3 separate regions of the Canis lupus genome follow, and regions 1 and 3 are each linked to region 2. Evidence: chromatin contacts called from public Hi-C data. All regions are on one chromosome and are shown on one strand. The core of a region is the stretch at or near the end of the contact, and the rest is flanking DNA. Distances in the headings are between cores, read along the strand shown. Region 1 holds the start of BCAP29 (B-cell receptor-associated protein 29). Region 2 holds the start of CBLL1 (E3 ubiquitin-protein ligase Hakai). Region 3 holds the start of DLD (dihydrolipoamide dehydrogenase).

The links. A called contact is a pair of places that touch in the nucleus more often than the background predicts.
Region 1: a contact with region 2 is called in a Hi-C map of blood, with 2.2 times the contacts expected there. The contact joins the promoter of BCAP29 here to the promoter of CBLL1 in region 2. A contact is called at or near these places in 2 of 9 Hi-C or Micro-C datasets (amygdala and blood).
Region 3: a Hi-C map of blood shows a contact between it and region 2, with 2.8 times the contacts expected there. The contact joins the promoter of DLD here to the promoter of CBLL1 in region 2. A contact is called at or near these places in 3 of 9 Hi-C or Micro-C datasets (amygdala and blood).

What each region holds. Positions count from the first base shown.
Region 1 is chr18:13,305,712-13,309,863 of UU_Cfam_GSD_1.0, forward strand. It overlaps BCAP29 (B-cell receptor-associated protein 29), which reads right to left and starts at 1,480. Exons shown (of 8, transcript XM_038562704.1): 1 at 1,328-1,480; 2 at 532-639. The coding sequence starts at 623. DUS4L (tRNA-dihydrouridine(20a/20b) synthase [NAD(P)+]-like) reads right to left here. Exons shown (of 8, transcript XM_038562702.1): 8 at 3,288-3,904. The coding sequence ends at 3,657.
Region 2 is chr18:13,104,508-13,108,315 of UU_Cfam_GSD_1.0, forward strand. It overlaps CBLL1 (E3 ubiquitin-protein ligase Hakai), which reads right to left and starts at 2,387. Exons shown (of 6, transcript XM_038562698.1): 1 at 2,242-2,387. LOC119864174 (a long non-coding RNA gene) reads left to right here and starts at 1,188. Exons shown (of 4, transcript XR_005373159.1): 1 at 1,188-1,452.
Region 3 is chr18:12,968,567-12,972,636 of UU_Cfam_GSD_1.0, forward strand. It overlaps DLD (dihydrolipoamide dehydrogenase), which reads right to left and starts at 2,585. Exons shown (of 14, transcript NM_001003294.1): 1 at 2,533-2,585; 2 at 802-880. The coding sequence starts at 2,571.

The DNA of each region.
Region 1 (4,152 bases), core at 230-2,729, 200 kb after region 2:
ATTGTTGTTCCACTGCCTCAGTGAAACATTTCTGCACCGGGGCGTGCGGTTAACATCCTTTATCCATTTCCCCCTTTTTTTTAGTTTCCTTTTCCAATTCCGGGTAATCAACACGTCTGATGACAACAGATAGTAAAAGCAGAACCAAAAAGAAAGAAAAAAAAAAAAAAAAGGAGAAGCACTGCTTTACCGTCTCTGTAATCAACAGAACCCAGAAGACCTGGGGCCTCCTTCCAGGAGGGAGGGGAAACCACGTTAATGCGTTTGTACGTATAATAGTAAGTTTTATATCCAGTGATCCTTTAGTAGTAGTCGACAGTCCCTGAAATTGTGAGTTTCCAGAGCACCTTCAAACACGCAGCGTCCGGAACTCCGAGGCGTCGGGCCCGTCCCCACGCCGCGGGCGCCGCGGGGCAGCCGGCCAGGGGGCAGCGCTAGGGGGCGGCGCTAGGGGGCAGCGCTAGGGGGCGGCGCTAGGGGGCAGCGCTCGCGGGCACGCACACCTCCCCGAGCCACGTGGGGGTTGCCTACCTCTGAGGAGGAATAAAAGGCAGACAGAAGATTAAAATAAGTCCTATTTCAGCATAAAGAAAGGTTGCGACTGCCACCCACTGCAGCGTCATTTCTTTCTCCTCACACCTAAATAAAGAAACACTTAGTTTACTTTGCCGCCGCGCGAGAACCGGGGCTGGGCGGGGGCCCGGGGGACGAGCCCGCCCGCGGCCGCCGGCCCCTCCCCTCCCCTCCTCTCCCCTCCGCGGGGACCCGGCCGAGCCGACCCGGCGGCCTGCGCGTCGCGGCCCGCGAGCTCCCGCCGCCCTGGCGCCGCCGGCCCCTAACGCCCCCCCGCGGCCGCCCGCGCCCAGGGGCCCCCGCTCCGCGAACGCGCCGCGGCTCCGGCCGGCGCCCGAGGCCCAACCGCGCAGGGAGCGGCGCGACCCCGCGACCCCGCGCGGCCCGGAGCCCTCCCCGCCGCGAGGCCGTGGCTCCCGGCGCCCCGCCGGCCTTACCCCGCCTGCCGCCCGCCTGGCTCCAGGCGCAGCTCCGCGCGGCCGACGCGCGGGACGTCAGACGCCGCGGCGGGGGGGCAAGGATGCAGCGGGGAGGGGGGCGGGGGGAGGCGGGCAGGTGCGGCAAGGGCGCAGGGGGGCGGGCCAGGGTGCGCCCCGCCCCCGGCCCCGCCGGCCCCGCCCCCGCCGGCCCCGCCGGCCCCGCTCCCAGCCCCCAGCCCCCAGCCCCCAGCCCCCTGCCCGGAACCGCGGGGCCCGCGCCCGCCGACGTGGCCGGCGGCGCGGGGACTGGCCGTAGTGATTTCCTAGCTGTGGACCTGGAGGGCGGCTCGGACTTCCCGGGTGCTGGGGCTCCGCGGCCGACTGCTCCCGGGAGCCGACCTTAAGCTCTGATCGCGTGTGGTGCGGGTGGGAGGGGCGCGGGTCCCGGCCGTCCCTGCCCGGCCTTCTGGGGTGGAAGCGGCTCCCGCTCCGAGCCGCGCTGACTTCAACGGCAGGGCCACGAGGCAGGGGCGCAGCGTTCTGTCCTGAGGACGCGGAAGCTTACGCAGCTTCAAAACCTATTTTCCTGCTCTTGTCCGCAGGCTGGGAAGAGAGTTCTCCCCAGGGAGACGTTTAGGGACGGAGAGGGAGCAAACCGTGGGTGGGCGCATTCCTTCAGTTACTATTGTCCAGGTTGTCGAATTGCGTGAATATACTTAATTATTGTTTCATTATTGACAAGGTCTCAGAAATACAAATGACGGTATTATCCTCCTGGGCAGAATTATTTTGGGAATATTAAATGATGTAAGTAAAGATATGATTATAGAGGGATCCCTGGGTGGCGCAGCGGTTTGGCGCCTGCCTTTGGCCCAGGGCGCGATCCTGGAGACCCGGGATCGAATCCCACGTCGGGCTTCCGGTGCATGGAGCCTGCTTCTCCCTCTGCCTGTGTCTCTGCCTCTCTCTCTCTCTCTCACTGTGTGCCTATCATAAATAAATTAAAAAAAAAAAAATTAAAAAAAAGATGATTATAGAGTAATAAAAATACATTTAAGTGGGTGCTTTTTCTTATCATCACAGATATACTTGATCACACAGAAAAGAGAGGAAAAAGACTATGAATTAACTATGAAGGTTTTTTTTTTTTTTTAAAGATTTTATTTATTTGAGAGAAAGAGCAAGCCCCAGAGAGGGCATGAGTGGGGGCAGGGGAGAGGAAGAAGCAGGCTCTCCACTGAGCATGGAGCTGGATATGGGGCTCCATCCTAGGACTCTGGGATCAGGACCTGAGCGGAAGGCAGATATTTAACCCACTGAGCTACCCAGGCTTGAATTAAGCAGTTTTAGATAACCGTTTCCTTATAAAGTTTTCATGTTGGTAATATAGGCCAGTATCTTAATTATGAAACGGTTTTAATAACTGAGATACTGAATTCCTGCAGTGGCACATTCACCAACAACAAAATTCTCTTAGTAACACTCCCAGACCATGGAACTATAAAATTAAAATTATCAAAAAAATTATTATCAACTGCTGGGAAGTGTAAAAATAACATCATAAATAAATAAATCACGGGGATCCCTGGGTGGCTCAGCAGTTTAGCACTTGCCTTTGGTTCAGGGCGTGATCCTGGGGTCCTGGGATCAAGTCCCATGCCCAGCTCCTTGCATGGAGCCTGCTTCTCCCTCTGCCTGTGTCTCTGCCTCTCTCTCTCTCTCCGTCTCTCATGAATAAATAAATAAAATCTTCAAAAAATAAATAAATCACTAAAAACAGCATATGAAAATTAGGTTTTTAAATTAAAATTCTCTAAGAAATATTTCAAATATATAATCAGCTCCAGATTGGCTACCAAATTTTTTATATATAAAATGTGGGAGACTAAAATTAATTTTTGTCATTTTAGGTACAAGTGTATTTACCAAGCAAGATCTCAATCTTCTAAGGATCTAGAAGACTTGAAATGTAACAAAGTTAACATCATTTAGAGTTTCATGGATCTTATTAATTTTAAATCATAGAAAATATCACAGATATTTAAACTCATACAATTTAAAACAATTTAAATAAGTTACATAGAATTTAAAACACATACCTGGAAGTGTCATTCATGAATTAGGAAGTACCAGTTTGATTTTCCAATTTGAATTTTTAATCTAAGTCCTGAAAGTAACTTTATACAGAATTCTTGTTCCTTTTCATTTTATGTAGAAGTTGGCATTTGTTCTGTCACTTTGCACTTATTTTCAAACATGCTTCATGTTGACTTATAAATACTATTAGACTCATACTTTTAGTATTAAAATAAAAAATTTATTTAAAAATGTTAAAAACACAATTCCTTTAGGAAATTTTTTTTTTTTTTAAATCCATAATAGGATTCAGAACAATATTTTGTCAATGTTTGGTAGAGTGACCAGGATGTTTGCTCTACCTGGGGTCTTCTTTACAACTAAATTTTGTTTCCATCCTACAGATGTACTGAATCAGAATCTCTGAGGATGGGGTCTAGGACTAACTTTTTAAAATGTTCTCAGGGCACTGTTTTTATGCTTATGGGGGAGAGACACTGACTTAAAGTAAAAACCAAAATGTGACCTTGGGTGGTTTCACTGTAGATATAAAGTGAAGTAAATATTAAAATACTTTAGGAAGTCCAGTCAAATCCCATAATGGTCTGTAAGGTAATCTAAAACTGCTGATGTGCTTGACAAAGCATTAAACACTCTTTTTTCCTGCCTTGAAGTTATTTTTTCCATCATGTACATTAAATGTTGATGGAAACACATATAAGGAGTTCCAAGTTCAAGAGCAATGTCAATCCAGTCCCAGATGCACTGCAGCGGGGTTTCGTTATAGCCAGCAAACATGGCAGGGTTTGCTAAGAGTCCTCTTGCAACCATCACACCTATAAAATAAAGCATATCACATTTGTTCACACATTAAGAACTCACAGGTTATGAGGTCACACTTGAAACAAACTGACAATATTGAAAAATAAGTAGTATTATAAGGTTTCACAATACCCACATATTAGTATAACTCAATTACAAAACAATTTGCTACATTTGTAAACTAAGAATATTTAAATGTACTTACAAGAATTAAAAACATTTTTTTTTAAGATGTCTATATTAAACAATTAGTCTCTGGGGA
Region 2 (3,808 bases), core at 1,137-3,636:
GAAATCCAGAAAGACCCTCCCTGACCACTCTCTCTGAAGCCTCCTCCTTTAGTCTTTACCACAGACGCTGTTAATTTTTTTTCCAAGCGCTCATCATGATCTGTAATGCTTAGGTTAAAAAACAACAACAACAACAAAAACTTCTCTATCGTGTCTTTCCCAACAGAATGTAATCTCCATGAGGCCAGGAACGCAGTTGGCCTGGTTTCCAAGTCCATCATTCCCTCTCTAGGCATACTGGGGTCTGGCATAGGTTTTGCTGACTAGCACTCACTAAATTTTATAGACAGAAATAATTTTACGCCTATATGTACAAAATTAAGTAGGCATTTGATGACTGAGAACACCTTACCCAATACTTAATACAAGAAGTATCCTTTTATCCTACTTAGGATATGGCTGATGGAACCACACGGAACAGCAGCCCCAGGTTCACTCACTCACTATCCAAAAGCCACGATGAAAAAAAAAAAGCCAAACAACACACAACGAAGAGCGGAGTCCTTCTTACTTGGAGAAAGAGATGCGGGTATCTTGAATTTAAGCTCTCCTTTGTAAACGCCCCCGAAAGAGGAGTAAGGACCACAGCCGAAGCGCGGAGCAGGCTTTGGGCTCAGACAGAAAAGCCGGTCCGAGCAGGATTCCGAAAACTCTCACCTGGCTCCCCGCTCCGCCTCGGGTCCACGAAGGACCGGCAGCGCCCCCCGCAGCGCCCGCCCGCAGCCCCCTCCCGCGCCCCGACCCTGAGCCTGGAGTCTGCCCGCCGGCACCCGAAACGCAGAGCGGGGCACCACGGTTTAAAAAGAAAAAAAAAAAAAAAAAAGGAGGCAGCGCGCCCCGGTCCCCACGAGGCCGCGCCGCCCACCGTGCGGGCGGGGAGCTCCGCAGCACCAGAGCGGCGGCTGCTGCCGGCACCGAGGCTGTAGGTACCACACCGGAGGGTAGGCCGGGAAACGGCAGGCCCTTGCCGGGCACCGGGAGGGGTCTGTGGGATTTCTCTCTCACCGCCACCCCCCAGCGCTGCAGGGCGAGCGCATCCCCGCTCCGCCCGCCGGGCAGCCAGTCCCAGGCCGGCCGAGGGGGCATGGACCCGGGACCCCCGCTGCCTCCGCCTCCTTACCAGTGTGATCCATGATTCGGCTCGCGGGGCACAGTGGGAGCGGAAGTCAACCGCGCCGGAGTCGCAGGGCGCGCGTGCGCGCTCCCTTCCGGAGCCCGCGAGGCGGAAGTGCGACCGAGCTGCCTCGGCTTGGGCCTCCTCAGGTTCCCCTCTGTCGGGTGGGTGCACTACCCAACTCCGGTGAGGGCGTCTGGCATAGTTCGAGGGAGACAAAGGGGGGTACGCCAAGAGCTTCCAGGTCGAAGGTGCTAAGCCTTGACTACAGAAATGAGACCCGAGGGCACGGGGGAACGGGGAGAGCACCAGCAGCCGGTGGAACGAACTCGCGGCAGGTAAGGCGGCTGCTCGCCCCCGCGGAGCGTTGCCTTCTGGGACTTGTAGTGCGCGGCGGCCTCGGAGCCGGCCGGGCGCAACTGCGCAGACTCGGCCGTTGGGCTTGGCCCCACCCCGGCGGGCGGAGTAACGGTTTGGAATGGCCCGCAGTGCGCGCGCGCCGGCGTCCTCCGCGCGGGGCGGGGGGGGGGGGCGTGCGGGGAGCGGGGGGGGTGCGTAGCCGCGCGCGCTCCGGAAGGCGTCCTCGGCGGGAGGTTGCCCGGGGGACGGCCGCGCCGTGGGAGCGGGGAGGGCTCTCGGCGTGCGGTCTCCATCCCGCCCCGTCCTGGCGGGCCCCGCGGAGCGCACGTGGTACCGGCCCGTGCTCCCACCGAGGAGGTGTGGTAGCGGCGGAGACGCAGCAAGGCGCCCCGCGCGCCCCTCCGCGGGGTGGGGGTGGGGGCGGGGCGGGGCCGCCCGGCGGGGGAGCGGGGGAGCGCGGGGAGCGCGGGGCCCGGGGGGAGGGGCAGCGGGGCGGTACCTAGCTCCAGCTCCTGGTCGCCGGGGGTCGCGGCCGCGGCTGCCTTCATCGTCCCCGGCCAGCGCCGCGGAGTGGGTCCGGGGGCCCCTGAGCGAGGCGGCGGCGGCCTCGCCGACCGGGCTCCGGGTGTGCGCTCCCTTCTCCGACCCTTCGCACCTGGTGCTCTCGGAGGAGTGGGAAGGAGCGCACGATTAAGGAGAAAACACGAGCCTGGGAGCCCAGGGATTTGGGTTCTATTCCTGTCGTCCCTTGGTGACGACATCGTTACCTTGGGTGGTTCACGCTTTCCGTGCCAGAGTTCCTGGATCGATAGAAGAAGATGATGATGATGATTCTCCTGCCCTCCTCCCAGGAGCGTTCTCCGGCCCCGAATCCTGGAGGGAGCGCGTGCGGCGGTGCGCTGGGCCGGTAGTGCTGCAGCGACATCGGCGTGGAGTCCTCGGGAGCGGAACCTTGAGTGCTCCGCGCTCGCCGGTGGATGGAGGTTCTCCTGGGGCCTTTAAAGATTGTACTTGTTCATGAGACACAGAGAGAGAGACCTAGGCAGAGGGAGAAGCAGGCTCCCTGCAGGGGACCCCCCCACACACCCTAAGATCACGACCTGAGCCAAAGCAAAGGCAGATGCTCAACCACCCGAACCAGCCAGGTGCCCCTTCCTGGGGTCTTGAAATACACTTCCCCGCGGCATCTGAAGCTTCCTAAACAAGTTTTTCGGTACAGTTACAGCCAAGGGGAATTGTGAATCAGACTTAACCCTTGCTTTTGTTGAAAGGTAAATTTCTGTATCACTAAGTGGTTTCCAAGACGCTTTCAATTGCTGAGCTTGTTTTTTTGTTTGGGAGGTTGGAGGAGGCTTAACCGTACCTTTGCCCTTTCTCTAAATATGGTGCTAGATATGGTCGTGCATTTTTCACCCATTTGAGGTACAGAAGAAGGTAGTTTTCAGCTAGGAAGTCCTCTTTGTATTTTTTTTCTTTCTTTCTTTCTTTCTTTCTTTCTTTCTTTCTTTCTTTCTTTCTTTCTTTTTTTTTTTTTTTTTTTAAGATTTCATCATGAGAGAGACAGAGAGAGAAGCAGGCTCCATGCAGGGAGCCCGATGTGGGACTGGATCCCGGGTCTCCAGGGTCAGGCCCTGGGCGGAAGGCGGCGCTGAACCGCACACCCCCCCACACCCCACACCCCACACCCCGCGCCGGGCTGCCCTTTTTTCCCTCCTCACATTTAGCCTGTCGGCTGTACTTCAGATTAATGCAAATACAGGTTCATAATGGTATTATCAGTGTCTGCTGATGCTCATATGTAAAGAAATAAAGAGACTTCAAACTATACTATACATAATTTAGTCTGTAAATTAGAAGCTGTGTCAGCATTTTATGATGCATCAAGTTACGAAATTTTAGGGAGGGAACACTCACTTATTTTAGATTTCCTGTTGATAAAATGTTAGACAAACATTTGTTGAATTATTCGTTTGACATCTGTTGCTTTTTTCGTGCGCTGCTTGTAGCATCTGTGCTCTATATTCATTTCCCTCCTTAGCTGTAGTTGCCTCACTTTATCAGGGCGATAGCAGTGTGACAAGTTAATCCCTAAACTGATAAGTGAGACTGTACATAAGACTTTTATTTTATTGCTGCCCTCTGGTATCCCTTGTTGGTGACCTCTTTGCTGTAATCAGTCACAATTTCTTTATTAAAAGTCGACATTCTTAGTCTGCTCTACATGCTTTCTATTTTAATAATCTTAATTATTGATTGATAGTATATTTAAGCAAGTTTTATGAAATGGAATAAAGTAAAATTAGCACGATTTAAAACAACAATAGAAACTTGATA
Region 3 (4,070 bases), core at 1,335-3,834, 140 kb before region 2:
TATTCATGAGAGACACAGAGAGAGGCAGAGACAGGCAGAGGGAGAAGCAGGTTCCCTGCAGGGAGCCCGATGCAGGACTTGATCCCAGGACTGGGACACACCCTAGCCGAAGGCAGATGCTCAATCCTGAGCCACCCAGGCGTTCCCAGAATTAACTTTTTTAATGTAAACGTTAAAATTACTTCCTGCTCAAAACCCTTCAGTGGTTTTCCATCACTCTTGGGAGTAAAATCCAAACTCCTTCACCTGACTTCCACAGCCCGCCATGATGTGATCCCTGCCTACCTCTCTGATCTCACATCCATGGGTGTCCTCTCCAGCCACACCAGCCTTCTTGCGATGCCTTAAACCTGATAAGCTAATTCTCACCTCAGACCCGTAACACTGCTGTTTTCCTCTGCCTGAAATAATCTCAATTCCTCTCTTCACCAAGACATCACCTCCTTAGAAAAGCCCTGATACCCTACCTACAATACTTTTTTCCTCCCAATTACCTGCTTTTTAATTTTCAATCACTACACAAAATACTTACCTGTTACTTGAGGATTGTTTGGTTTTTTTTGTTTGTTTTTTTGAGGTTGTTGTTTTTACCACTGGACTGTCAGTTCCGAGAGCAGGGCTTTGCCCAGTTCACCACCTAGACACACTAGGTGCTCAATAAACACTTAAGTGAATAATAGACATAAGAACAAATGAATTCTATGACAAATTATTATTACTCTAATAATCACTTGCTTTTACATGTAAACACAAAGGAACTGTGAACTAATCTAAGGAAAAACTATTTGAGTAAGTACTCACTTGGTTGATCTGCGTAAGTTCTCAGAGGCACTGCAGAAACTGCCTGTAAGCCATGAGATATTCGACTGAAATGGCCTCTCTGGAAAAAAGAAAATGTCATGTAAAATACGAATTCAAAACAGGACTACTGAAGGCCAATGAAAACGTAATGACTTGGAGCAAATGTGTCAAGCACTTATTTATATATCTCCCATTGCTCCACAGAGGTTATGTATCAATTTCTCCTCTTTCGTAAGAGTAATTATTTAGATTTTCAACCTCCGCTCACCACAGCTGTTCGTTATGAATATTCAACGAACCATCTCATATAAATATGGGCTAAAGGCCAATAAAAAAGTGTTATTCAGTGGTGTTACGGTTTCTTACATTTTCAGAAAGCATGGCTAATTTTTGGTGCCAGGGATCATTTTAATGTCACAACGAATGCTCTTTAGGTTCCAACTTAAGTCCTCGATAATCTTTACTATTGCAATCCTCCGCTTCTAATTCTTGTTTCCGACCTCAAACTACCAGGTACAAAATCTCTGAAGATGCTCCTGAACGGTTTAATTAGGAACAGAAAACCAGAGAAGGTAACTTAGGAAAATGCACTGTTACTGACGCTCGAGAGCTACTATGGTTTCACAAAGTGCATCATAATCCCAACCGTTTATATCAACCGTCCACTCTTTCCTAAGAACCGTAAAGCAGGAAGAAACAAAGCAAAACAGCTCTTATCACGGTAGGAATATGGGAGGCAGTGACGAAACCCACGCTCAGGTAGCAACCTTCTCTTGTCCAAGGCAACTCGAGGCACCTGAGATCAGGACAGCGGGCCAAAGAGGAGCGGACACAACGTCAGTCCTACCTTCTAGCCCCCCAGCTCTGCCTCTGCCTAGAAGAAAGCCTCCTCCCGGGGTTACGCTAACTCTCAGGTACACGGATTACCCGTCTCAGGGTCAAGGACGAGTTTGATCACTCACGGTCACCTTTAAGGTCTCCATCACTGGAGTGAGGACCCAGCCACGATCCCACCTACGTACAACCGGGCTGTATTCGGCACGTAGGCGAAAAGTGAAAGCTTGGGGATCCCTGGCGGGCGGAGGCGGGGGGGGGGGGGGGGGGGGCTCGGCGGTTTAGCGCCTGCCTTCGGCCCAGGGCGTGATCCTGGAGACCCAGGATCGAGTCCCACGTCCAGCTCACTGCATGGAGTCTGCTTCTCCCTCTGCCTGTGTCTCTGCCTCTCTATGTCTATCATGAATAAATCTTTAAAAGAAAAGAAAAGCAAAAGCTGGCCCTAACGAGGTGTTGCAACGGAAAAAAAGGAGGCGGCGGCGGCAACGGTGGCTTGCAGCTGCGAACAATGAAGAGGCCTCTGGGGAGTTCCTAGGGCCACCTGTCGGAGCTGACCGCGTCCGGTGCTCCCAGGGGCGGCCCCCAGGTGACCTGCCCGCTGCCGCCACTCTGGGGCTTGGGACCAGGATCGGGAGGAGGGATGGGAAGACCCAGAGCGGGCGGCTGCGGGGCTGGACTTCCTCGGCCAACCGGGAGGCCGGTGCGTGACCCGCAGGCCCCCGCGCGCAGGCCGCCGGCGGCTCCCAGCCCGCGGGGCGCCTCCGCTCCCGCCGCCGCCCGGGCCCGAGTCCCGCAGGGGCGGGGCCGCGCGCGGGTGGTCCCGGCCGGACGGCCCGCGTCCCGGGCGCCGCCAGCGGGCCCCCGGGCTGCGCACGACGCCTCCCGGGCGGGCCTCACCTTGGCCAGGGAGCAGTACACGCGACTCCAGCTCTGCATCTCGCCGCCCCGCTTCCCCCTCCGCCGACGCCTCCCCGTCCGCTAAGCGCCTCCGCCGTCTCGCCAAGGTCTCCCCGCCCTGCGCATGCACGAGCGCCGCTGACGTCACGGGCCGGGGAGCAGCGCGATTGGCCCGCGCGCTCGGGGCGCACGCGACGGGGGGCGTTCCCGGCAGGCGCGGAGTCGTGCACTGTCGTAAGGGGCGTGGTGCTTTCCGGCGGCGGGGGCTGGCGGTGCCGTTCTCCCGGTGGCACCGGAGCCGCGGGCTTGTAACGTGATCTCGGCGTACTTGAGGGCGGGGTGGGGCGGCCGGGCGTTCGCGGCGTGCCGGCTGCGGAAAGTGAGCTCGGCGGGCGCTTCGCGGGCGTCCTCCCGCTTCGCCGCAAGCGCGTGAGCCGTTACGAGCGGCGCCAGCTCCCGGGGGAGGCCCTGAGAGGTGGATTCCGCCGAGGAAGCACGACGGCTTGGTCACCTTCCCCCCAAAGCAAATGCTGCGTGAGGGACGGGTCCGCAGGCGTGGCGTCACCAGCGACCGCCTCTGAGTAAGAGAACTGGCCAGACGCGGAAAACGCGCTGTCTCCTCCGTTAGAGCGAAGTGGGGTGCGAGGGGCGACGGGCGGGGTGGAAGGCCCCCCGCAGAGACCCGGGGAGAGTCCTCGTCGTCGACACCGAGCACCGAGGCCTAAGGTCCGACGGCACTCGCTTTGCGGGAACCGGACACTGCGGATAAAACTTCATTCCACGTTTCTTGAGGTTTCCCCGCGGGGCAGTGTGCTGGGCTCTGTGGGTTACACGTAGTGAGAAGGGAGCCCGTAGCCACCTGCGCTCAGCCTGCGGGGAGAAGACACGGATGATGCCTCGTGTTTGTTGAAGAGGCTGCAACTTGTCACCCAGAGTCGTCCTTTTTTCTCTACGTAGCGTTTTGGCCATTTTCGTGGCTTTGGTACCTGCCTTCATACACTGGTAGCCCCCAGATCCCTAGGTCCAGTCTGTACTTCTCTCCCCGACTCTAATACCATATATTCTTTTACTTTTATTTATTTATTTATTCATGAGAGACACACAGAGAGAGGGCAGAGGGAGAAGCACGCTGCACGCAGGGAGCCCGATGCGGGACCCCATCCCCGGTCCCCAGGATCAGGCCCTGGGCCGAAGGCAGGTGCTAAACCAGCTGAGCCACAGGGGCTGCCCTAATTCCATATTTTTTTTCTTTTTTTTTTTAAAGATTTTGTTTATTTATTCATGATAGACACAGAGACAGAAGCAGGCTCCATGCAGGGAGCCCGATGCGGGACTCGATCCCGGGACTCCAGGATCATGCCTGGACTGAAGGCAGGCGCGAAACCGCTGAGCCACCCAGGGATTCCCTAATTCCATATTTTTTAAAAGATTTTTAAAACTTCATTCATAAGAAACACAGGCAGAGGGAGAAGCAGGCTCCATGCAGGGAGCTCGATGTGGGACTCGATCCTGGGACTCCAGGGTCACAGCCTGAGCCG